4 separate regions of the Mus musculus genome follow, and all the other regions are linked to region 3. Evidence: chromatin contacts called from public ChIA-PET and Hi-C data. All regions are on one chromosome and are shown on one strand. Each heading gives the region's core, a stretch centred on a gene start, on an enhancer-like site or on the middle of the called end of the contact. The rest is flanking DNA. Distances are from core to core; before and after follow the strand shown.

Region 1 (5,843 bases), core at 257-2,756, 530 kb after region 3:
GTCAGTAGAATGTGAATGGCAATATCCAAGAAATGGGATTGGTGTAATAAATCAACAGAGGCAAAGCCAAGTGTACGCGTGAGACTCTGACCTATTAACTGTTGTTACGGTAACAGCTCACTTTATACCTCTGTCCTTTGGGCAACCAATACATACAAAGCCCGGTAGTGCTCCTTGTTGTCATGTATAACAACCTGTTAAAGGGCAAGTCTGAGTGGGAGTTTCTGAGAACATTGCCTGTGCGTGTGTCTTTAAAACAATTCTCAACTTTAACCTGGTCTACCTTATTTCAGCTATGAAGCTCAGAAGCAGATCTATGCTAGATGCACATAATCTGACTTTCGGCCCCGTTCTAGATTTAAAAAAATGAGTCACAGACTATAATTCTTAAGAGGCAAATCGTTACCAGTATAACTTGGTATCCTATTAGGGAGAATAAAATTCTTCAATCAGATCTTGAGTTACTATGTTTCAAACAAACTCTTCCTGGCAGAGTCCTAGCAAAATCAATAAATAATAAAGAAAGAAAGTAACTCTGGGGCTGGAGAGATGGCTCAGCACTTGAGAGCACTGACTGCTCTTCTAGAGGTCCTGAGTTCAATTCCCAGCAACCACATGGTGGCTCACAAACATCTGCAATGGGGTCTGATGTCCTCTTCTTGTGTGTTTGAAGAGAGCAATGGTGTACTCATATACATAAAATAAATAAAAATTTAAAAAATCTTAAAAAAAAAAAGTAACTATGCACTCACAGTGTACGTGTTGTCCTAGTTAGTTTTACCATTGCTGGGATGAAACTCACCAAAAACAACTTGGGGGATCAAGGGGTTTATTTGGCCCATAGTTATCCCATCGTCAAGGGAAACCAGGGAGGGAACTCAAGAAAGGAACCCGGGAGAGGAAGCGAGGCAGCATGGAGGAGCTCTGCATGGTGGCTTGCGTCCCGTGTGTTTTATACTGCACGGGACAACCCACAGTGGTCTAGACCCTCCTACATTAATGAGAAATCACAAACCACACCCGCTCAGACAGTCCATAGGCCAATCTGATGGGGGCAATTCCGTGTTGAGGTTCCCTCTTCCCAGGTGGGTCATGCTTGCAACCACCTGCCAGATGCATGCTGACGCATCCTAGAGTAGCATCTTAAAGGCTACCCACGCTAGGAAACAAGGCAGCAAAGGTGAAATAACTAGGAAATTTATTCATGGGTGATGTCATCTCAATTTTGAGATCACACTTTTATCTTATTTTAATTCACCGTTCTAAAGCCCATGGCCACTAGGACATTTGTTAAAAACTGAAAGACCACTAATACTCAAGAGTCTAAAACTGCATCAATATGTATTTATAGCTTTTAGTTTCTCTTTCTGTTTGGGTGATATATGCAGTATATAATCTTATTGAAGTAATAAGTAGATATTATTTCCGTCTTCAACAGCGAAGTTCCCCATTTTGTCTTCTGTTCTTTAGCATTAGTTTCTGTTCCCTCTCAGAATAAAGAAAGTCTTTCTTTCACAGCTTCCAATGCTTACAAGAGACCTGGGGCTGCTGGGTTCTACAAGTAGCCACATCTGGGGAGCCAGAGCTCTCATTCCCAGTTCCCATTGATTCTGTGATTTAACAAAAACATCATGGGGCCAGCAAGATGACTCAGCTGGTAAAGCCACCTGCATCCAAGCCTGACAATTCAGGATCAACCCTCAGGACCTACAGGTTCCTGAAAGTTGTAGTCTCCAAAAGCACCCTGGTGCATACAGCACCACCCCCTACACACACACACACACCACTGCTGCCCATGAATAATATTGCAGAGAGAGAGAGAGAGAGAGAGAGAGAGAGAGAGAGAGAGAGAGAGAGAGAGAGAAATTGTGTCAGAATTAGAAGAATCAGACCGGTGAAACCCATCCCCCCATCTTCCACCACATATTAAAGAACTAGAAACTTTGTATGTAGGAAATCTTTTTGGAGTGTAACCGTGGTTGATTAATTACCTTTGTCGTGAATCTCTTTTCTGAGCATTCGCTCTGTAACCTGGGATACTCTTCACATTTGCATCTGAAACAGGCCAGTAGTCGGACATCTTATCCATTTGTTTCTAGTGAAAGAAGGGTACAATAATTGCAACCACAGAAAACAACCATGAAGCCACAAAATGAATTCAACAAGGCCTTGAATTCTGCAGTAAGGAGGAAAAACAGCAAGGGAGTCTACAGCAGGGCCCTAACTATTTATATAAACCATTCAACTCTTTTAACAGGATTAGAGACCAGAGACAATACAACAAATCTGCTGGGTTTGATTGACAGGACTCTCTGGGTGCCTATTAGGCAGTTTCCTGAGACTTGAAGTATTTCAGGTTTAAAATTTTGTAGCAAAACAACGTTTCTAAGTTTCCATGATGGGAAGATGACTTTTAATGGGAGGGAAAAAAAAGTCTCAAAGCTGGAGAGCCTATTTGTATACCCAGTTTGAGAAAAACCAAAACACGGTAACTTTCCAGAAGAAAATTGAAAACAGAGTTTGTACCTCCTCTGTGTGCTTTAGTAACCGCGGCCTGGTGTGGGAGTCTGGGTATTATTCAGCATGTCCACACTTAGTGTCTGTGCCTTGGGACTTTAGCTACTACCTGATTTTCAGTTATACTGTTTCTTCTTGAGTCATTCCTTGGCCATGGAGTCCTTTTATGAAGTCACAATAAATACAAATTTGCCTAGTAGTCTTTACAAATTGTTAAAACAACAGGACTTGGACAGATGCTCAGCCATTTGCTGATCCGGGATAGGTTTCCAGCATCCACATAGCAGCTCCGAAGCATCTGAGCTGTCTAGTCCCAGGGCACCGGCTCCCTCTTCTGGTCTTTCTGGGTACTGCACACAGACATATAGACAAACATACATATAAAATAAAAATAAATAATAAAAGTTGTAACTATTGTAAGAATGGGATTTACAGATATAATGGATCTGTCTTCTGTGGTCAACACTATCACTGGGATATTTTGGAAATTTTAATATATGTCAGAAGGAAAATGAAAAGAAAGTGGTAGAAAGCAGGAAAAATGGGAAGAAAGCTGAATTGGGGGACTTGGGGGAAGGAAGTCTGAAAAAAGAAAAGTAAAAAAGAGTGACTAGGGGAGTGAAGAAGCAGGAGGGAGGAGAAGGGGAAGGAAGAGTGGACCGGAGGGACCGAAGTGGAACCTTTTACCCTTTCCAGAGACGGAGACTTTGATCATCTGAAGACAGCTACAGTGTATAATAGATAAATAAATCTGAAAGAAAGCAAGGAAGGAAGGAAGGAAGGAAGGAAGGAAGGGAGAGAGGGGGAGGGTGGGGGGAGGGAGGGAGGGAGAGAGAGAGAGAGAGAGAGAGAGAGAGAGAGAGAGAGAGAGAGAAACTACTTTCTATTACGATTGTAATCGCACTCATCTACAGGGGTCTGTTCCACAGCTGAGTGCATATTGTTTTGTAAGCAAACTTTAAACATTTACCCACTCATATGTTTTTGGGATTTGGATTCTTATCCCCATAGCATGGGATAGATGAAGCCAAGGCTTTACTGCCTCTCTATCTGCCCTGAGGTCACACACAGACTGGAGCTGCCTTCATACCTCCAACATGATTAAAAGTGAGTTGTAACCACTGACCACTAGTGCTAGAGAGCTGGCTCAGCAGTTAAGAGCACTGACTGCTCTACCAGAGGTCCTGAGTTCAATTACTAGCAACCACATGGTGGCTCACAACCATCTGTAATGGGATCCGATACCCTCTTCTGGTGTGTCTGAAGACAGCAACAGTGTACCCACATACATGAAATAAATAAATAAATCTAAAACCAAACAAACAAACAAACAAAACGCTGACTGCTAAAAACAAGAAAATGGTGTAATTGACATTACTGGTGTTTTGCAAATTCCTTCCAGAACTCCAGTGAAGGTTTTCGTATTGTGATCTATATCTAGGCTTATGGAAAATGTGAAAAAAATTGAGAGGCCTTGAAAAATCTATTTTCTTTAAAAGGAAGTCCCTAATTTCTAAGTGTCAGTCCCCACAGAACTTGGACCCACCCTCAAAGGATCATCTGTGGAGGCTGAGAGCCAGCTTCATGTGAGCAGCGAAGAACAAAGCAACAAAACAAGACTGGCAGTGGTCCCTGGGGGCCCGGAGGATGGCAGGCGTGGCTGAGAAGCTAGAGGATGTCTTACAGAGTCTTCCAACCCCTGACTGTGGGGCATTTTTCAGGTTTTCTTTTCTTTTCTTTCTGCTCTGGGGGCAGCTGCTTAAAATATGGGTATTGGCTACTTGATTCTACATCTTGTCTTCCATATTAAAAACTAGATCTGTCCACAGAATCACACGCCTGCGAGACGTTTTCAAGTGTACTTTTTCCTTTTCCGTGAGCAGTGTCTGTGTTTGAGGCTCAACTATAAAACGTCACGTAACAAAAGCCCCTAATCCGTAAGACTGTCTCAGATAGCAGGCATTATGTAAATGAAACATAATAATATAATCCCAGATACCAATGCACAGTGAATGTTGGGATGGATAATGGAGAAAGCTGAATGCTTTCATTGACTCGAATTCCAAGAATGGTCTGAGCAAGTGAATGTAATGTTCCCAGCGCTAACCCCGAAACAATACTCTCACCGCATACACCTGACGCTTAGAATAACTCACATAACTCTGGCCGGCATTGTTTTCAAGATGAAGAAAGTGGGCTCAGGGGGAATTAATTCTACACTAGGGAGCACCAACACTGGCATTTCTCTTTCCGATCCTGTGCCAGGCAGCACTGAGCAATTGTGACATTCTTTGACACACTTGAACACAGCCTAGTCAGTCAACCAGGTCTAGACTAAGAAACACATACTGGTCAGGAGATAGAGAGGAAGTGCGTGGATAAACACCCCTCACAGCTTCCTCCCACTCATCTGTCACAACTGCTTCACATTCTGACACCTTCGAAACATGACTTCATTCTCATAAATACTTGTCATTCAGAAAAAGAAGCCATTTATCCAACTTACGGCGGAAACCACTCTCCTTCCCTGCTGACACTCTGGTCCAAGATGACTGAGATTCTGTCTTCTGACGGCTCTCCTCGTGACCTCACACGGTTGGCACACAAGTCTCCTCTTGATCCCCCGTGACCTAGGGCTCCAGGCGGATGCTTGCTTTCTCTGGCTGAACATACTGCACGGAGCCATCTGTCTAAACACGGAATCCCTTAGCCCACATCCTTTCAGCGCTCATGGTGCGCGAGCCCCTCTCAGCTTTCTTCAGCTCCGGCCTTGGCAAACATCAGAAAAACAACTCATGGCGCTACCTTTATTCTGAATTGTATTTAATCACAAAAAATTAAATTTCATAAAAGACAATGTTTTAAATCTTCTGGGAGGAGCTTCTCTTTCACCACCTTGAACTCTCAGAGCAACAGGTAGAGAAGACACCCAGAAAGAAATAGATCACTTTGAAGGGGGAAAACTAATCGGATAAGCACAATAGATACTTATGTCTACATTTTTCTTAACAGTGCTCACAGAATTCTGTAGTGATACAGGTGGTATAGGGGTGTGGAGTCCAGCTTTACCCAGCTCTCTCTGTGCTTTCTACAGCTTGTCCCCAGGGAGGGGACAAGTTCTAAAACATTGTACACTTTTCGTCAGAGCTTTCTGCAAGCATTATGAGCAATGCATATTTTTCCTATTTCAGGGGACCTAGGCCTTGTTTAGAAACCACGTTCCCTAACTAACTCAACTGATTCATGATTCAAATACAAAAGGAGGCAGCGACTGCCCAAGAGCTATGACCTTCCCTCCATCCCACCTGCCACCACGCTAATAATGT
Region 2 (5,932 bases), core at 440-2,939, 840 kb before region 3:
CAAACAAACAAAACAAAAACTAAAATGAAGAAATACATTTTACAAAGTAAATTAGAATGGATGCCTTTCCGGAAATTCAAAAAATTATTCTGCTTCATCTCACCCTAAGCCTTCAGCAGTCTGCAAAAGTTGTATTTATGGACACACCAAAGAGATTTCTCCCCACGTAGCACTAACAAGTACATATCCATATGCATTTGTTAAGCACAGCCACTTTTTCTTTATCGTTTGTCAGACCTGTTTATACAAATGAGATCAAAACCAGATTCAACCACCGACTTAAAATTAGTCAGTTGCTGTGTTTAACAAATTCTGGAACAACACTACGCAATCTTGCAAAAACATCACGGGAACACTATCTGGGATAGAATAAGATAAATAATAAATACGCTTAAGAGTGTTTTCCAGTGTTCGTTGTTACAAAATCATAACCTCTCAAGCCACAAACAACGAGATTGTATAACGTCGCCACGGACGTTTTATAAGTAGGGGGGCAAAAAAGAAAAAAAAAAAAAAAAAAGAGGCGGAGAAACTCAGCAAAACACGGTGGCGACGGGAGTCGGGGGAGGGGTGCGCAAGAGGGGGCGGAGAAACCTGACACCCAGGCGGTGATATCACCGGCAGCCGACAGCTCGGAATTCAGAAAGTTAAGTGTCACCCAGCAATTTGGGTCCCGGCTGGAGCGTCCGCACGGCGCGCCTGCACCTCGCTGGGAAGCCGGGAGGGGGAAGGGCGGGTGGCTGAGTTCGCCCAGGGGCAGGGTAGCCTGGTGGGGAGCGGCGTGCTCTACCTAGCCATGATTTCATCTTTTTTTTTTTTTTTTTTTTTTTTTTTTTTTTTACCCCGGAGGAGCGGCCAGGGCCGCCATGTGCCTGGTGTGCGGCCGGGTGCGTTGCGATGGGAGACCCACCTAGACCCGGCCCTGGTGGCCATGGGACGCAGCGACTCAGTCAGGAAAAGGGCAGGCGGTCGGAGAGGGGAAGTCGAGGTGGCTGAAACAACGCTGCCCCGCGGAGATCGCGGGCCTCAAGGGACTGCCCTCCCATCCTCCATCCCCGCAAGGACTAAGGCCAAGGTGCTAGGCAGCGTCGCAACTCCCAGGGAGGATGCTGCCGAGGCCAGGCGGGATGCAGGGGCCCAGCTTTCCCAGGGCGGCGGACCCCGCGGGGCCCCATTCCCCGCCCCTGCCCCGCCGCGCCCCGCACGCTCCCGGCGGCGTGGCGTAGGCAGTGCAGCCCCCGCCTGAGCCGAGCGACCCGCCATCCGCTTAGGGACCGCGGCGGCCTTCGGCTCGGCCCGGCGCGCGTCGCAGACCGCCACTCTTTTGGCGCTTTCCGCCCCAGGCGCCTGTCCCCACCCCAGAGTCCTGGAGAAAAGCTTGTACCTTCCACGGCTTCCTCCACCACCTCATCGTCGCTATCCATGGCGGCTGAGACCCTACCCAGCCCGGGGCCGTGCGGCCGGCTCCCGTCCCTCTGGGTGCTCCTGGTGGCTGAGCGAGCGCTGGAGCTAAGCCCTGCGAGTTTGGAGGAGGGGGAGGAGGGGGAGGAAGAGGAGGAGCAGTCGGGGCGGCTCGCGCTGCCTCCCCCTACAGTCCTTTCAATTCCTCCGCCAGCCGCGGCAGCCGCAGCCGCCGCCCCCTCTCCTCTCGTCCCCGGTCCCGGAGGCTCTGGGGTGCTGCCGCCACTGCAACTTTCTCCTGTGATACCCCCTCTTTGTTATGGAGCAGCTGATCCGCTGACATCACCCGGCGCCGGTGCGCTCCCTCCCTCGTTGATTGACAGTTCCCTGTCCTTTCCCAGAAGTGAGGATCCTTAGAACCCAAGGTGCTCCGGAGCTGCGCCGCCTCTTAAGACCAGGCAGTGGGCAGACCAGGCGGCGTTTACCTTTTGGCTTGGTTCACTGTTCGCCAGCCACGCGGTCCAGGTCGCCGCCGGCTGTTCGCTAGCGCCGGGGGCCTCGAGGGTACCCGCCTGGGGTGGGTGAGGGGCTCAGAGCACCTGATACCCCACGATGTGCCACCAGGGACTTGGAAGTGCGTCATGCTGGGTGTTCCTACCACTATCTCACTCCTGGACAGCTGGAGCGCACTCGGAACTAAGGAAGCCTTTGGTTCCTGAGCTTCTACTTCCTCTTGCCCTCGAGCCCCACTTCACTCGGCTCGCTACTGCCCAGAGTTGCAAAGTGCGGCGGGCCCAGGAGCGCAGGTGCCCCGTCCCCCTTCCACTGCCCAGCGCTGCCTCCACAAGCCAGTTCCCTCGACTCCAGGGGGCGTCCTGCGTCCTGGATTCCTCCCGACTGAACGTCCTACCCAGGAGTCCCCAGTCTCCATCTTCTTTCGCATCTCCAGGCCCCTAGAGAGATCCAGGAATTCAGCAAACCCAAATGGCAGCAGGCTGGTAATCAGGCCGCACCCGAGCTTTGGCCGATTCCTTCTCCTTGTCTTGAAGATGGAGCCACCAAGCGGAGAGCCGGAGCCAGGACCCTGTGTCTAGCGCTCCTCCTTCTCTCGCCTCCGGTCCTGTATTTGTGATGTCCCTAGATGTTTCTTTAGTTTCTCCAAGTGCCAACCACTTCACAGACTCAGGCATCTTTGAGGGAAGAAAACTCCCTTCCCAGCCCAGCCACTTAAAGAGTGTCATTATGTCCTCTTACAGGTGGCAGCAAAGGATCTCTTTAAATAGCGGGTTAAATGCATGCGCATGTACCCAATGTACTGTGGAATTACCCGGTGCTGGTCTGGCCTTCTGCCAAGAACAGTCATCGTGGCGGGTGGGAAGGATGGGGCAGGAACCAAAGAAAGTTGTTCCTTTTCGTTTTCTGAACAATAAATGAGGCAGGATTTCAAGTCACTTCCAAAGCCTGAGAGAGTCCCCCCCCTCCTTAATTTCTTAAATGCCTTTTTTTTTTCATTTTCTTTTTCTTTTTTATTTAAGGCAGGATCTCCTGTAGCCCGGTCTCTCACCTCTAACTCACTGTATACAGGAAGACGATTTTGAGCTAATCATCCCGCCTCTATCTTCACAGCCCCGTAATTACAAACCTTGGCAGCATGCTGAATTTATAGTACTGGAGATACAATCCAGACTTTTCCATGCTAGAAAAGCAAGCTCTCCACCAAATGAGCTGCACCCCCACTGGCTGATATATGTCAGCCAGAAAAAAAAAAAAAGTAAAAGAAACAGGGCATGGTGGTATTAATCGCTGCACTAGGGAGGCAGAGGCAGGTAGATCTCCGAGTTCAAGGCCAGCCTGTTTGGTGTATAGAGTGAGTTCCTGGTCAGCCAGGGCTACATAGAGAAATACTGTCTCAAAGGGAAAACCACTTAAGAGAAAAATTATGGAGACACTAACCCCAAATACCATCAGAAATGTTAGCTCCATTCTGACTGCGTTCGAAAGAGGAAGGTTGTGGATGTGGAGTTAGAAGGCTTAGGGTCCAGTCTCCTTCACCTGCAAAGTGCACCAGGGTGGCCACTCTGGCAGTATGGGTTCCTCTTCTGGGCATTAGATACTCAGGCCATATGGGGAGGGACTTCTGTGGTTTAGGCTGGTTTACTCTTTGACCCTTTAGCCTAGGCTACACCACTGTACACACTGGCTCAGGCTACGCTGTCCTGAAATCTTCCATACCCCTCTGAAGTCTGTCTTGGGATTGATCTCCTTAAGGGTCTTCCAGGACAGGTACCAGGGACCTTTGTTAGGCTCCACAGAAATCTACACCTGCAGGGAAATATGAAAGGATACCTTCAGATTATAATTTAATCTTTTTTAAAAAACGATTTGATTTGATTTATGTGTGTGTGTACACTCATGCATGTGTATACGGCTGCATGCTGTGTGTGTGTGTGTGTGTGTGTGTGTGTGTGTATACCAAAGGAGGCCAGAGTGCATTGGAACCCTGGAGTTGGAGCTACAGGCAGTGGTAAGCCCTTGAATGTGGGTGCTGGGAACCAAATGTGGGTCTTCTGAGACATCTGCAGCCCACATAACATCACTTGAAAACATGAATACAGAAACAGGATTGTACTGAGTGTGTGTGTGCACATGTCTGTGAGTGTGTGCTAGACAGAGTCTCTCACTTGCCTAGAACTCATGGAGTAGGGTAGGCCTCAGATACCCACCTGTTTCTGTCTTCCCGGTGGTTAGGTTGCAATCATACACCTCCACACTTGTCTTTTGTTGCTGTGTTGTTTTGAAACCATGGACTCGGGAGTTGACGAATCTCCCCGGTCCTTATTCAGAGTTTCTGAAAAGGCATTTACCGTGCTTCATCCCTTCTGGCTTTGAGCTGTATGAGCTCTCCCCTTACCTTTAATTCTTATGTATCCCTGCTTTCCTTACGCATGATGCTGGTGCTCACATGACGAAGAATAGCAGATGCTCATCTCCTTCAGTTACTAGACAATAAAAACGATGAAAACCGAAGGAAGAAGCAAAAATAAATTTATTTCTTTACTGAAAGAAGGTAATGTCAGGGCAGGAAACGCCCCCTCAGGACACAGACCCAGGCTCACGGTGGGAGGGTACACGTGTGTGCTGAGGGAGGGGAAGGGCCTGCCACAAGTGTCTTACCTCTCTCTGTCTTTGGGTTCAGAGGAGAATGTCCTCTTGGAGGAGTGCGGTTAGCCCCGGTGTTAGGAGCAGCCTACCTGTGTCAAGAGCCTTTCCATGTGCTGCTTTGAGAGTGTTTGGAACCGGCGCCCATTCCCTGCCTCTACAGAAATGGATCTCGAATGTGCCTAGAAGGATCTGGGTGAGGAACCAGGGCCCTTCTGGTATTGTTGCACGGCCAGGAAGGAACTCGCCAGCTCTTTCCATCAGGAAGGCAGCCGTTAGGACGGTCCATCTCGGTGCTTGACTTCCTCTTGTGACTCTAGACCACAAGTTTAGGGAAAATGTTAGCTGGATCCCCTAAAACAGTGGTTCTCAACTCCCCTCAACTGCGAGCCTTTAATACCCCCTCCCCAACTATAAAATTATTTTTGTTGCAGAAAGGACTTTTCTGTTTCCTGTAAACAGGGCTGAGTTTTGTTTTTTTTTTTTTTTTTTTTTCTCCCAGACTTGATCCTCTTCTGTGATTTGGCCAAATGCTTTGTTTCAGCCCAAGTGCCAATGGCATCTTTTGCACTGTTCCGCTGGCCCCACGTGGGACCCATCACGTTCTTTCCTACCATGCTCTTCTCTGAGAGCTTGTTTTACAAACTCTCCACGTGGCTTCCGACTAATGCGGTTATGAGCTAGAAATCAATAAAGCTCTTGGTCAGAGACAGTATGCAGCAACAACAGCAGCTGGCTGGTCCTAACGCACAGACCCCAGTATAGCGGGGCGCACACGCGATAGCACAGTGGAGCCCTGGTTGAGACTCCCTTGCACGATATATAGTGTGCTGCTTGTGGGGTTTTACTTGTAACTTTATTTTAATTAGTTAATTATTGCAGGGCTGAGGCCGCCACTACTCCTAGCCCCTTGATGATTCAGGAATGCCTCTACTGGCTGAGCACGCCCTCCGTCCCTCAGTGATCCAGTCAGACAGGAATTCATCACTGAGCCACTACTCCGGACTCCCAGCTCCTAGTGAGTATACTCCTGCTGAGCCATGACCCCAGTACATGGAGAGACTGGGCTAAGCATCTGTGGTTTAGCTTCTGTTGTCCTCACCTGTGGCCCATCTCTCCACACTCAGTGTGGGGAACACAAGTTCTTTCTCCAGTGATATTGTAAAATTGAAATACTCAGCTACTTGAGGTCATTTTCCCACCCGTGGTTCACAAGGTTCATCTCCTTGCAAACATGATGTCACTTTTACAGGAAATACATGTCTAAAACCTTCCCGCATCTGAGGTGCTTCCTATGTCCTGGGTAAACAAACTTGTCAGAGAGCAGATGTGCGTGCAGGGCACACTGGGGCAACTAAGCCAATGTGGGTTC
Region 3 (6,437 bases), core at 979-3,478:
GGTCCTTTAGTTATGGGGGCTGCTCTTTTGGACTACAAGCTTCCCGGAACTCCTACCAGTTTTCTAGTTGGGTGAACTTGGGCTAAGTTCTCTGATGGCTTAGCATCTAGCTTCTCCATCCATTAAAAAGGGGACAGTGCTAATATCTACCTTAGGGGGAACAAACAAGTTGGACAGTTAAAGCACGGAGGACAGAGCCGGATTAGTCACTACTGGTGTTATGAGATATAGTGTCCACGCAGAGGGCAAACACTTAAACATGCAGCATGAAGCGACGGGTTCATGGCCCTTGAGCCCTGCAAGGTATGAGCTGGGGCAGGGCTCACTTCCCGTGCGGTCTCTCTCCTTTTGGTGGGTCAGTGAATGAGTGTCAAACAGTCTGACGTCTCTTCTCCATCCATGGGAAAGTGAGTGCATCTGTGTGTGCACTCCTGGGGCCAGATTCGTCCCTGTCACCTGCCATCCTTCCAGCCCTCTTTCCAGATACCGCTGGGCTAATGATTCCAAAAGCACAAACTGAGATCCAACCTCTCTGCTTATGACGCTCGCTCACCACTTGACGTTTATTCGTTTGCGAAACCCTAGGGACCCAGGTGGCCATCACTGGGCCCATCTTAACAGATGAGAGAATAGAGACTTAGACCATTCTGTATCTCTTCTGGAATTAAATCATTGCTATAAGCAGGGATCCAGTATAGGCCTACCCCATGCCCTCTGAGTTGTTGTCCCTGATCCTTAGGAAATTGGCTTAGCTTTACCTGTGCTCCTCTGATTAAAACTCCTCACTGCCCCATGTGTACTGTGACCTGGCCTTATCATCATGCCCTTGCCTCTGGGGCTGGATCTTGGCAATTCCTGCTGCCCCTATCTACAATGCCAAACTGCCTAACTATTATTAAATTTTTAAATCAGTTCAATTCTTAGTTGCCCTGGGAACTTGTCTTCCCCTTTCCCTTTCCAAGCACGGAGGGCTAGTTAGGAGCCTCTCCCTGTCTTAGGTAGGGTTACTATTGCTGTGATGAAACACCGTGACCAAAAACAAGTCGGGAAGAAAATGGCTTATTAGGTGTCTGCTCCATTGAAGGAAGTCAAGGCAAAAACTCAAATAGGGCATGAAGCTGATGCAGAAGCCATGGTAGGCTGCTGCCGACCGGCTTGCTCCCCATGGCTTGCTCAGCCTGCTTTCTTATGGAACCCAGGGCCACCAGCCCAGGGATGGTACCACCTGCAATAGGCTGGGCCCTCCCCATTCAATCACTAATTAAGAAAATGCTCTATGGACTTGCCCACAGCCTGATCTTATGGAGGTATTTTCTTAGTTGAGGTTCCCTCCTCTCCTCAGTTGACTATAGTTTATGTCAAGTTGACATAAATCTAGCCAGCGCACTCCCTGTGCCTTTTTAGCCTACCCCAGCCATTCCCATGGGTCCCTGTGTGGTCTCTGCGGAAGAGCACGCGCCACGAACAATGTCGAAGATATTGAGCGTTACAGAACATGTGAGTTCTGTTCTGCTTTCATGCTCATAAATCCCATCTTTCCCAGCACAGATCCAGCAACTTCCAGGGAAGCTAGGCTACCGAAGAGAGCTCTAGGGGGAAGGCAAGGTAAGAGTCTTCCCAGCTGTGGGGAAGATGCCTGGTTTCACTGAACGTTCCACAAAGGTCTTCGGATTCAGCCTGAGGACGGTGTAAGTCCACACTTCAACACCAGGGAGCTGGATGGATGCTGGGCCACGCTCTGGGATCCCTGTGCCAGCTGCTCATCTGGGAGGCAGCTGGAGCAAGCAATCTGCGCAAGGACCCATGGAACTAAAGGGCAGACAGAGCACAGGATTGGAAACGGCGGCTCATGGTTTGGGGCAGGTCTGGAGCCCATTTGACAGCCCTCAGAAGGCTCACTGGGGGCCGGCTGGCCTTAAAGTCCCTTGAGCTCCTGTCAGGAGTATCTGGGCTGCTGCATGCACCTGCGTCGCTGCTGAGACAGGAAGTGATATTTTCAGAGCCTTTAGCCACCACTCCTCCCAAACCTCAAGACCCTTTTTGATGATGCTTTAAATGTCATGTGTATGGCTGAGAAGAGAAGAAACCCAGGTGTGAGCCTGTGTTACTGACAGGACAAGAGTCACTTGGTAATATCACAGGAAGTCACGCTGTCAAAATAATAGAGAAGGTGGTGTCTAGCTGGGGGGCCACGCCTTATAATAACTGTACTTAGTACAGAGACGCTTCCGCTGCTTCTCCAGCTCTGTGGTTCCCTCTGAGGTAGAGCCCAAGGCTGGGGGCAGGGTAGGACCCTGGGGCCTACTCGTCAGACATGCTTGCTGTTGGCACAAAGCACAGAACTGAGCTGAAAGGCTCCTTGTCTGGGAGTAGCTGCCTAGGCCGCAGCCGGTTACACCTGACACAAAACCTACTTTTACGTTGTTCTTGCCTAAACGATTTGTCTTCGTGGAGGGTCATCTCCACACAACAGCAACATCTGGGAGCTTGAACCTTGGCCACATCCTGCCTGTTCCCCCCGCCCCCCGGCAAACATACCCTTCTTTTACATTATTATTATTTTTAAGACAGGGTCTCACATGTTCCAGGCTAGCCTTGAACTTGCTATCAAGGATGCAAGGATTGCTATCAAGTCAAGGATGGTCTTGAACTTGACCTTCCTGCCTCCATCTCCAAGGTGCTAGGATTACAGGTATGAACCACCACACAGTCCATGCAGTGGGGGATTGAACTCCATGCATTAGGTAGAGCTGAGCTCCTGAGCTGGGCACTCGGCCTATCCTGTCTTCTATCCACAGGTGCTCACAGTCTGCTCTCCAGGACATGGATCTGGTCCAGTACCAGGGACAGGAAAGAGTCCTACAGACGCTAGCTGGGAGGATAAGTAGAAGCTGAGCCGTTGCTGGGCTCTGTTTCTCTACGAATTTGTATGGGGAGCCTGTGGAGGGGCTCCCAGCTTGTCTGTTTCAGGTCTCAGGCTGGAGAGGGTGTGGGTGGCCGAGGACCTTTGCAAGCGAGGCAACCCAGATACTGCAGCAAGAAACAGCGGGCCCCTCTCAGTTCTTCATGGGAGTTTCTGCCTCTAATTTATGTTTCGGGTCCCACCCTACTTCTCAGCCTCCTGCCTGAAGGCCCACCCACTTGACAGATTGACTGTCACAGTCAGCTGCTTGTTCAGCTGGGGACTGCCAGGCCCAGGTGGCCTTTCACCTTGTCTGGGGGCATAGTTCCTGTTTACCCTAAATTTAAGTCTACAGCGCCAATCCCAGGCAATCCACTGGTCTTATGGCTGCGCATTAAAAAGTATGCATATCACTCCTCCCTGTTATCACCCAAACCTTCAACCTGGCTGACCTCTCTGCCTTCCGTGGCTAAGTCGAGTTTGCTCCCACTCTATGGTCCTTGTCCTACCTTGCAAGACATTTCCTCCAGCTCCTATCCTTCTCAGTTTTGTTTTTTAGGACACCTGCCACCATCCACTATGCTTCTGTTTCCTTATGTGTCTTCTGTCTGCCTTCTCACAACTGAGGACCCCATGGGACCCAAGAGTGTGAGTGTGACCCCTGGTAGGAGCCCAGTCAGTACACTTTCATATTCAAAACACTGTCTTCCCCTCCACTACTTGCCTGAAAATGCACAACAGCCATCCAAAAGCTCTTCGAAAAGTTCAAAGACACCAGAGCTTTGAAGAGAAAAGGTCTTCTTTATTTTCTCTCTTGCCAAGCTGTGGGGCTGGGGCAAGGCCTTTGCTTTGTGCTCCTCTGTAGAGGAAGAGAAGCGAGATTAGTCTCCTCTGGGCCGAAGAGAGCTCCAGCCTTCTCGAAGGACAGGGCTGCTTGCGTGTGACAAGGATCCCCTGCACAGTGGCTGCTCACAGCTCTGTGTGCTTACCTGCCACAGATTTGGTGGCAGATAAATGTACTACCGTGCATTAAACAGCTGCTGTACACAACTAGGCCTGTGGGCTTTCTGATGTCTCATAGCTTCTTCATCCTTGCAGACAGTTGATGGGCGGGAGGCCTCTTAGGTGCTGTTAGTACATGCTCCCTCCCGAGTTTCAGCCCATGCCTATGTTGTTCTTCATGGGATGCTTTAGCAAGCATCAGCCCATTTTGAAATGATTGTGTAGGTCAGACAGGTTGTGGGGGTCAAAGGTTATAGCCAGACAACCTGAGGAGGAGTGCGTGACCCTTACCTGAGAGTGAACTATTAGGCCAAACTCTAAACCCCAAGGGTCGGTGTTCTCCCTGTTGGAGGGGGAAGGCCAGCCCAGGGTGCCTCTGTGTTCATCTTAACATTTTTCCTATAACCACCTCCGCAGCTACACCATTTAGCCTCTGCTCCGGCCATCCACGCCCCTCACCCCTTCCCTCTTCATTTCTCCATATGCTCTGCTCTCCCCCCCCACCCCCCCACTCCCCACCCAGGCTAATCTCACTGACCTTTCTGCTGGCAGCTGGGAATTAACATCAATTAGAGACTATTTACCAAAAGGACTATCTCTAGTTAATTAATGAGAAAGAAGTTAAGTTAAAGTGAGCAGGCTAGACTGATGCCATGACAGGTTTCAAATTGGCAGTTCAGGAGACAAGGCCTAAATCTCTATTTCCAAGAACTGGGCAAGTTCACACCTCAGAAGCTGCCATGCCACCTGGCCTGAGGCAAGGACAATGGGTCAGCAGCCATTTTCAGACCTCCTCAGTTACTTCCACAGCGACAGTTTCCAGCCCCCAAGCCCTGGCAATGGATTGTCCCTAGAGATGCAGCAAGATATAGGTTACATACCCTGAATCCCCTAATGTGCTTTAAATCAGGCCTGCGAGCTCATTTGGTTGTCTCTCTATCTCAGTAATGGGAGGCCCCCAGCATGCTGGACTTCTGCAGAATAAAACACTCTTTGCATTTACATACTATTTGAGTCCGGAGTATCCTTCTCCAGTGAACCATTGACCCTTACAAAAGGACTTTTTGACTTTGACTTTTTGTTACTGGGTAACGTCAACCGTTGTCAGTCTGGAGGTGCTGATGCAAAACAGAGTGAAGCCCTTGTGTTGTTAACATGACATACTCCAGTGTCTGAGGACTCACCTAATGACTGCTGCAACCACCAATCTAGGCAGAGTCCCGTAGGCAGCAACCTGGGTCACTAGCAATTGGTCTTAGCTTTGACAGCATCAGCTGGTTACTTAATTCATTAGCCGCTCTCCAGAACTGAGTTTGTAGCTCAAACTTGTTTCTTCCCCCAAATTCACCAAATTCAACAACACCCTCCTTACTCCCCATGCCAGTTCTGTTTGTTTTTTGTTGTCACAGGTGCATAGTTTTACTTCCGGTGCCCAGCCTGTCTGATCTATAACCTGGGTCACCTTTTCCCTACCCTCATACCACTGGCTCAGACTCCGTGCTTCAGCTTCTTCTCTCACTCAGTCAGGTCTTCTAGAGGATTCCAAACACTGCCTGTCTCTGCAGTGTGGCCTGAGTTAACGTACAGACAGAATTAGGAATGCTCTTCTCTCCCTCAGAATTGTCCTCGTCCTCATTTTCAACATCTTGAAACTGGCTGGGATGCTCGCCCCCCCCCTCCCCCAAGCCTCTCACCCTATAATCTAGCCATGGGTTTGTTCTTATTACTGTCGGTTTGGGCTTCTGTTTTCCCCTCTACCTGCCTTCCCTAGCTATGGAAATCCGACCCTTCATTCAGTAACAAACACAAGAGCCACCTCTTCCAGGAAGCCCTCTGGGAAGCCTCCTAAGAGAAGTCAGTTGCTTGGTCTTCTGTCCCCTCAGCCCTTCCTCGGCATCTTCAGGCATCAGTCAGGCGTGTGTTGGTCTGGCCACTCTGCTGGCTGCCAGATCAGAGGACAGGAGTGCTGCTCTCATCTCCAGTGTCAACAGATTGGCTCTTAACTTGCCCCAGGCCTGGGCTTATCTGATAGCCTTGTGGCCTCAGTTCGGAGATGTCCTGCAGTCCTTAGTCGCCCCCCCCCCCCCACCTTCCAACGCACCACCCCCCCTACCCCTTCAGAGGGTGTCGAGGTTTCCCTAGAAACTGCCACTTCAAAGCCACAAAGGAAAAACAAAAATCTAGCTAAATCAGGCAAGGCGGCTTCCTTCCGAGGATGCCTTCCTGTGCTCCTGCACCTGTGCGTGGCCTCCGGTCAGATTTTGACACGAACCAGCAGTTGCACTCAGAATCACCCAGGGGAGGTAAGGGTGCCCAGAGCAGGTCGACAGAGAGCTGACTTCTGCCCCCAGCCCCTCTTGGGAGTCCTGACTGGAATGGTTCCCTTCTTAACTGCCTTGAGGGTGTATGGTAGTTCTGCCACCTGGAGGGTGTGTCTTTCCCTATAGGCCAGAAACACTTTAAATCCTCACTCTGCCCTCTAGAGTGACCTGGTGCTTAATTTTCAATTTTTTTTTTTTTTTTTTTTTAGCGT
Region 4 (6,669 bases), core at 75-2,574, 650 kb before region 3:
CCAAAAAGGAAGAAACTTGAGTCTTGGCCAACAGCTTAGTCTTCCAAAGCTCCAGTTTTGTAGAGATCTGACACATTAGAGGCTCAACTCAATTTCACATTGCTATACATGACAGGCAGGTTCCTTGGCCTCACGAAACCTTCTTTTCCTCACATTAGAGAGGAAAAGATGAAATAGCACAGACTGTGTATCATGCTGTAGACATAGCTATGTAACGCGCACAGGACACCTGGCTACCCGCCTGTGGTGATCTCCATGGGGAATGCTCTCCGTTAGCTTATGCATGTGAATCCTTGGTCCCCGCTGGCCGCACCATTGGGATTTTGCTGCAGGAAGCATGTCACGGGAGTGGCCGCCAGACTGCTCCAGTTTGTTCACCCCGCTTTCTGCTTGCCATACGATGTGTTTGCATATGCGATCTCGGCTTCCTCATCCGGTTGCCATGCACGCTGCTGGCTGCCATGCTCCCCGCCATGCTAGACCCTCATCCCTCTGCCAGAAGTTGCTTTTGGCTGTGGTGTTTTGTCACAGCAACAACAATGTGACTAATACACAGCTGCAGGACAAACAAACAAAACAAAACAAAAAAGGCCTCCAAGTGTATTACCTACCCATCAGGATAAACTGCGGCTCCCATTGTCCTTCTTCATAAAGGACCCAAGAGGCTAGGCTGCGTCTCACTCTTCCTGAAGCTGGGACACCTTTCCTTGTCTTACACCCTGCCCTCCCCGGGACATTTAAAAGGCCCTTGTAGTTCTAGTTTCTTAGAAAGGCTGTGAGCAGTCCTGATTTTGGCGGTAGAGAGCCTACTTTGAATCAAGATAGGAATAGACATTCTGCATGCAACAGTTTACCAAGGCCCCAGTCAGTCAGCCAAGACCTTTCCAGCATGGCCAGAGTCTTCTGAGTCATTCTGGACCCTAATTTCTGTACAGAGCTCAAGGGCAGTCTTTGAGGGTTCTATAAACATTGATGCTTTCCTGACATATAGACTTCTTAGAATGGTCTTACTAGAGCTGCCAACGAAATCGAAAACAATGTTTGTACATTCAGAAATTTCATTAAAAAATTAATTTGTGATCTTTGCTCTTAAAACCCTAGTTAGTGGTCACAATGTTAGCTGTTGTTTTTAAATCTCTCTTTTACATTTAAGATTGTTTCTAAAAAAAAGCAATAAACTTATTTTAAATCTAGGAATACAAGGTAATATTTATTGCCTGTTGAAAGAAATAAATTGTGGACTCTGTCCATGCCATGGGATTTGCTGGCATTACATGTGACTGTTGGTGATGATGACAGCCTGGAACATGGAAGAGGTTCTTTATAAATCAATAACCAGAGTGGGGGGAGGAGGGGGCTGGCACTTTGGTGATTTCATTTCTAGCCACAGCTGGCCAGATTGCTTATTGGAAAATAAAAGTCATGGTAAATTGAGCTTGACGGTAACCAGGCTTGACTGTGTAGACCCAGTTCTCCACTTGCAGCAGTTAGAGTGTGTGGAGGCGGGGAGGTGACAGGAAAAGGAAGCCTGTCTGTCACAGATCCATCTTCCTTATCTTGGAGGGCACAAGTCATCTGCTGTTTGTGTGAGTGCTGCTTTCTGCCAGCTCCTGGGCTCTGTACATTCTTAGCGTCTCTGCATCGCCTCAAGTGCAGCCATTTTGCCTATCCTGTTTCTCAAGAGGGAACAAAAATCCGAGCCCCGCTGTCCACTAAGTTAATCATTTAATCTTAAAAACCCAAGGGCTGGAGAGAAGTCTCAGTGGCTAAAAACATATAATGCTTGGTTGGGGGACCTGCAGTTGGTTCGCAGCACCCATGCCTAGTGACCCCCAAATGTCCTACAGCTCTGGCTCCAGGGGAGCTAGCTAACACTTCTGGCCTCCCCAGACACCTATGGGATGCCCATACCCACCCCCATGTATACATATAATTGAAATTTTCTCTTTGGTCTTAAAAAAAAAAAAAGCTGCTACTGCAGCCACTTTCCAAGTGTTCTTAGCTATATGCGGCTAATGACTTCTGTGTTGGGCTATATGACAACACATCAGTCCTCACTTCCCAGAATGTTCTAACAGACAACTGCAATTCAGAAAACCAAACTGGTACCAAGAAGCCCTTCTTTGTCCCCTGATTCTGAGGTCACGATAACCTTTGTGGTAAAAGTGCTAACTGACTCTGCTAGAATGTGGCCAGTCTCTAGCATCCGGTATCTTCCTAGACCGCAGGGAAACACAAATATTGCCACCCGGGCTGTGGTGCAAACACCCTGAAACCCGAGACAAAGTGTCCACCTTGTATTTCCCTTTAGAAACATTGAGCCATGTGTGTCTTCAACCCAGCAACAAGAGACCAGAGGGTGTTTACCTTGTATGAGCCCCTCCCACTGCTACGCGCAGTTGTAACAAACTTGTTTTTTATCATCTGTATGTGACTACGCAGGTGTTTTGAGGACCAAGAACTACAGAGGCTGTGATAACCTTCCCCTGCTCAGGATAGCCATCAAAGTCTTTGCTTTACCCTTTTAGGATGCTCAGTCTTCCAAACTGTCATTCCAGCCAATGAACTGGCTGGAGTCCCAAGTGCATCGCTCTCTGGATGCTGCTTGTGACAGGTACTACGAATTCCTGTTTTTTTTTTTTTGTTTTTTTTGTTTTTTCTTTTTTTCACTTTTGGGACAAGGTCTTGCTATGTAGCCCAGCCTAGTGTCAACTTGTGATCCTCCTGCCTCATCTTCTTTTTTTAAAAAATTTTTATTAGGTATTTTCCTCATTTACATTTCCAATGCTATCCCAAAAGTCCCCCATACCCACCCCCCACTCCCCTATCCACCCACTCCCACTTTTTGGCCCTGGCGTTCCCCTGTACTGGGGCATATAAAGTTTGCAAGTCTCTCTTTCCAGTGATGTATTAAAAAAGTGATGTATTAAAAGATGGCCGACTAGGCCATCTTTTAATACATATGCAGCTAGAATCAAGAGCTCTGGGGTACTGGTTAGTTCATATTGTTGTTCCACCTACAGGGTTGCAGTTCCCTTTAGTTCCTTGGGTGCTTTCTCTAGTTCCTCCATTGGGGGCCCTGTGATCCATCCAATAGCTGACTGTGAGCATCCACTTCTGTGTTTGCTAGGCCCCAGGATAGTCTCACAAGAGACAGCTATATCTGGGTCCTTTCAGCAAAATCTTGCTAGTGTATGCAATGGTGTCAGCGTTTGGAAGCTGATTATGGGATGGATCCCTGGATATGGCAGTCTCTACATGGTCCATCCTTTCATCTCAGCTCCAAACTTTGTCTCTGTAACTCCTTCCAAGGGTGTTTTGTTCCCACTTCTAAGAAGGCTGCCTCATCTTCTAAAGGGATTAAAGATATGCACCTCCAATCTAGTTTTTAAATTCTTCATTTACTTAACGACCCTCAAGATGTTACACCTCAATAGTAAAAACAAATTATGAGGGGCAGTTGCCGAGGCAACCCCAGAAACATTCTGTGACGTGTAACAATGTAACCACCTTTTCCTATTTGGGCTGGGATCGCAGTTTCGAGAGGCACAGCCTGGTTGCTGATCTTTTAGCGGAAGCACATGAGCAGGAGAGTCTATCTGCTGACCAACAGACACAAAACAGGGGAGCCGTACATTTTGAAAGGCAGGGTCATACTGTTACATTTGGTAAACTTCATACAGTTTAATTTTGGCGAGCCTCAAAATCCCGGTGCTGTGGCTGGACTGGTTTTACGGCAGGCGCTTCCTTTCAATGGTCCCAGAGCGATTTTCTGCACATCATCTGCACTGCACACCCATCATGGCTCTTTTTCTCTCCACTGGCCCCATTTGTTCTCCTGCATTAGGCAGGATTAATTATTGCCCTAATTTCCTAGGTAGGCAAATGGGGGACGAAGCAGCGAGACTCCGGCTTCACACAGTGCATTGAAGTGTGGCTTTACTTTCAGGCCACTGACCACAAACTAAGCCTACTTCCCGGCTGGAACATGGGACACAGGGCACTTGTTTTGACACCAGCTATTCCATTCACGGTGACACTGCCTCTAGATGAAAACTGGGCAAAATCTCTTGACACCTTCAAGACAAGGTGACTGACCAGAATGAAGAGTATACTGTAGGACAGAAATCACTTGGTGACATTTTCTACTGTGTAGGAGGCTCCCTGTCTCTTTTAATGGGCTGAGAATATGATCGCCAGCTTGGTACATGTTATCTGTTGAATGTGGAATATACTCCACAGGCTCTTGCATTTGAGCCTTAGCCTCCGGTGATTGTCCTTGTTTCAGAGGGACATAGGCCTAGCTGACAATGGACATAGGCTACCAGGAAGCCATGGACTTAGGGATTACAGCTTGGCCCAGCTTCTTCTTCTCCTCTCTGATTCTTGATATTCCGAGATGTGAAACAAGTCATGCCACAAGTTCCCGCCACCACAGGCCACGCATTTCTAGCTGCTGTGTCTTCCCTACCCTGGGACTGCAATTCACAATGACCCTCTTCTCCTTTAGGCCGCTTCTGTTAGGTTATTTTGTCATATTGATGACAAAAGTAATCAATACAGTCAACAAAGCTGAAACAGGCTGGTGGATGAGAGGGAAGAGGCCACGGAGAACTTCCTCATAGAGCAAGAACACCGGGGAAATGCGTTGAGAAGTGGAAGGGAAACAGAAAATGGTGAATTAAGGTCAGATCACTGTTTTTAACCCTCAAACCTACAGGGCTGTCATTTGGATGAATGTCCTCTAATGGTCTGTGTGTTTTGGGGGATTGATCCACAAGGTGATGGAGACTTTAGTACTTGAGGGATACTGGGAGACCCTGAGGTTATTGGGGATTTGGGAACTTAACAGGCTCATTAAGTATGTAGTTGATTCTGCCTTGTGCACTCACTGTGGTGATATGCTGTCCTTCCTGGAGCCACCCACAGTGGGAATGCAAGGCTCAGGATATAGCCTAGTGGCAGACTGTTTGTCTCCCATGTGCAAGGCCCTGGGTTTGAGTCCAAAGACCGCATAGAATGAGGAAGGAAAAAAGGGGGGACAGAAATAATGAAGGAAGGGGAAGAAAGGAAAGCTAAACAGAAAGAAGGCCAGCTAGTCAGTTACCAGATCTTGGCTTAGACAGAAATCTCTAGAACTGTGAGGAAAAGCAAACCTTTTCTCTTTATAAGTTGAATGCATCAGGTATTTTGTCATAGTAATGCGAAGCTGACTAACACAATTAGTCAACTCAGTTTCAAAAGACATTTTCTGGAATAATCCCACGAATTTTTTTTTCTTTTTAACCAACTAGACATAATGACAACTTCAGTTCATGAGGACAAAGAAATAGATGCATTAGGTCTTAATTGTCTGTTGGATAGGCTTCTTTAGAGGGTTCTGCCAAATGAACAGGGCTCTTAGACCAACATACACCCACTAAACGTAGGTGGCCTTCCTGCTAGCTTGTTTGGCTGGCCTGTAATGAAAGGTCAAGCTGGCCAGGGAGCAGCTGTAGGGGGGCTGGCAAGAGTCAGTGTGCCTGGAACCCATGGAGAAACTGTATCCAGCTTCTCTGCAGGCAGATTGCTCTGCTGCAGAGCCTGTGGCTTTTGGCACCTGGGTTCCATTTGTCCCCCCCTCCTTCTTTCGGAAGAGGATTTGACGCCACCAAGGAAGGACCTTATAATGTTATTTACTGCTATTTCCTACGCCCCAAATTTGGCTTTAGGCTGCCTATTTTCAGTATTTGGGAACCTCAAGACGGGAGCAAGGCATGAAACCTGCAGCGAATATGAAGCCTTCCCCAGGGCTTGGCATTTAGCTGCAGCTCCAGCAGGCATTTAGAATTAAAAAAAAAAAAAAAAAAAAAAAAGGTTCATGCAGGCTTTCCAAGTACAGGGCCTTAAAGGCAACATGGCTCCGAAATCCCCTTTGTGCTGTGGAGCTGTGGGAAGGGACAATGAGTGACACGCTGCCCGGTGTCCCCATGTAAATGCTACCTCGAGGATACAGTTTTTACCAGGCAGATGGCTCATTTCTGGTCTGTAGCCTCATTTTTCCAGTGTTCCTCATGTACTTGTGAAGTTCTGCCCCTGGAGTCAGGTCCTAATTGGTGTCAAACGCTCAGAGACAAAAGTGAGGTTTGCGCATCATTCATGCGAAGGCTGTAACTGCAGTGACGGGCGGGCCCTGGCTCCAGCCACGCCTGTGGCCAGCAGGACCTGCTGTTGCAGACCTGCTCAAAACTACTGAATGCCAGGCTAAATACCTCTCTGTCATCACTGCCCATCTCCCGACTCTAGCATGTCTTTATGCTGGGGTCCTCTTTAGGTTATCTGTATGTTGACCTTAGTCTGGCTCTAGCAAATCTGGGTAGGGTTGAGGGGGACCCCCATTCATCTCACTACAGATTTGGGGGCCACCCAGCAGACAGGTAATCCTAATAGCCAGGACTCTGCAGTCAGCGAACGGCCGTCTGATTGGATGCACATTCATCTTCAAATTATGTTGTGTGACAGCCTGGGCTGCTGAACACCATTTTAACATGCAGATTGACTCCTCTGAGGCTGTTCATTATGCATTTAGCGGCCTGTTTTCAGACTAACCAGCATGTCAGAGAGGCCCTATCCTTTTTCCACCTGGGTGGAAGAAATCGCTTGCTGACTGTGGGGGAGCATGGATATTAA

What was found. Hi-C and Micro-C count contacts between places; a contact is called where the count stands out from the background. ChIA-PET counts read pairs in DNA pulled down with a chosen protein or histone mark.
Region 1: an RNA polymerase II ChIA-PET map of memory CD8 T cells shows a contact between it and region 3, with 201 read pairs. The contact joins two enhancer-like sites. A contact is called at or near these places in 2 of 15 datasets of contacts at CTCF or cohesin (large pre-B cells and pro-B cells), 4 of 484 Hi-C or Micro-C datasets (CD4 T cells, bone marrow-derived macrophages, embryonic stem cells and 1 more), 4 of 115 datasets of contacts at active chromatin or transcription factors (T-cell acute lymphoblastic leukemia, embryonic stem cells, large pre-B cells and 1 more) and 1 of 9 other capture datasets (embryonic stem cells).
Region 2: a Hi-C map of B cells shows a contact between it and region 3, with 11 read pairs. The contact joins the promoter of Setd7 here to the enhancer-like site in region 3. A contact is called at or near these places in 2 of 39 promoter capture datasets (both in liver), 2 of 484 Hi-C or Micro-C datasets (B cells and embryonic stem cells), 2 of 115 datasets of contacts at active chromatin or transcription factors (memory CD8 T cells and pancreatic cancer cells) and 1 of 9 other capture datasets (liver).
Region 4: a contact with region 3 is called in an RNA polymerase II ChIA-PET map of memory CD8 T cells, with 15 read pairs. The contact joins two enhancer-like sites. A contact is called at or near these places in 2 of 115 datasets of contacts at active chromatin or transcription factors (memory CD8 T cells and pancreatic cancer cells).

The regions. Positions count from the first base shown.
Region 1 is chr3:52,922,600-52,928,442 of GRCm38.p6, forward strand. Gm20750 (predicted gene, 20750) reads right to left here and starts at 5,067. Exons shown (of 5, transcript NR_040555.1): 1 at 5,024-5,067; 2 at 1,992-2,095. Within about 2 kb of position 1,507, at least 29 of the 459 cell types and tissues checked have an H3K27ac peak or open chromatin away from gene starts, as enhancers often do. A contact at or near this core is called in pro-B cells, where this site is marked.
Region 2 is chr3:51,559,134-51,565,065 of GRCm38.p6, forward strand. Setd7 (SET domain containing (lysine methyltransferase) 7) reads right to left here and starts at 1,690. Exons shown (of 8, transcript NM_080793.5): 1 at 1,385-1,690. The coding sequence starts at 1,424. 5031434O11Rik (RIKEN cDNA 5031434O11 gene) reads left to right here and starts at 852. Exons shown (of 5, transcript NR_160686.1): 1 at 852-1,075; 2 at 1,616-1,756; 3 at 4,598-4,756; 4 at 5,443-5,578.
Region 3 is chr3:52,394,308-52,400,744 of GRCm38.p6, forward strand. No RefSeq gene overlaps it. Among named protein-coding and RNA genes, the nearest start is that of Gm38537, 70 kb to the right of the region's middle. Within about 2 kb of position 2,229, at least 70 of the 459 cell types and tissues checked have an H3K27ac peak or open chromatin away from gene starts, as enhancers often do. A contact at or near this core is called in B cells, memory CD8 T cells and pro-B cells, where this site is marked.
Region 4 is chr3:51,743,092-51,749,760 of GRCm38.p6, forward strand. The region is part of intron 2 of Maml3 (mastermind like transcriptional coactivator 3); the gene reads right to left. Among named protein-coding and RNA genes, the nearest start is that of Gm46803, 39 kb to the left of the region's middle. Within about 2 kb of position 1,325, at least 103 of the 459 cell types and tissues checked have an H3K27ac peak or open chromatin away from gene starts, as enhancers often do. A contact at or near this core is called in memory CD8 T cells, where this site is marked.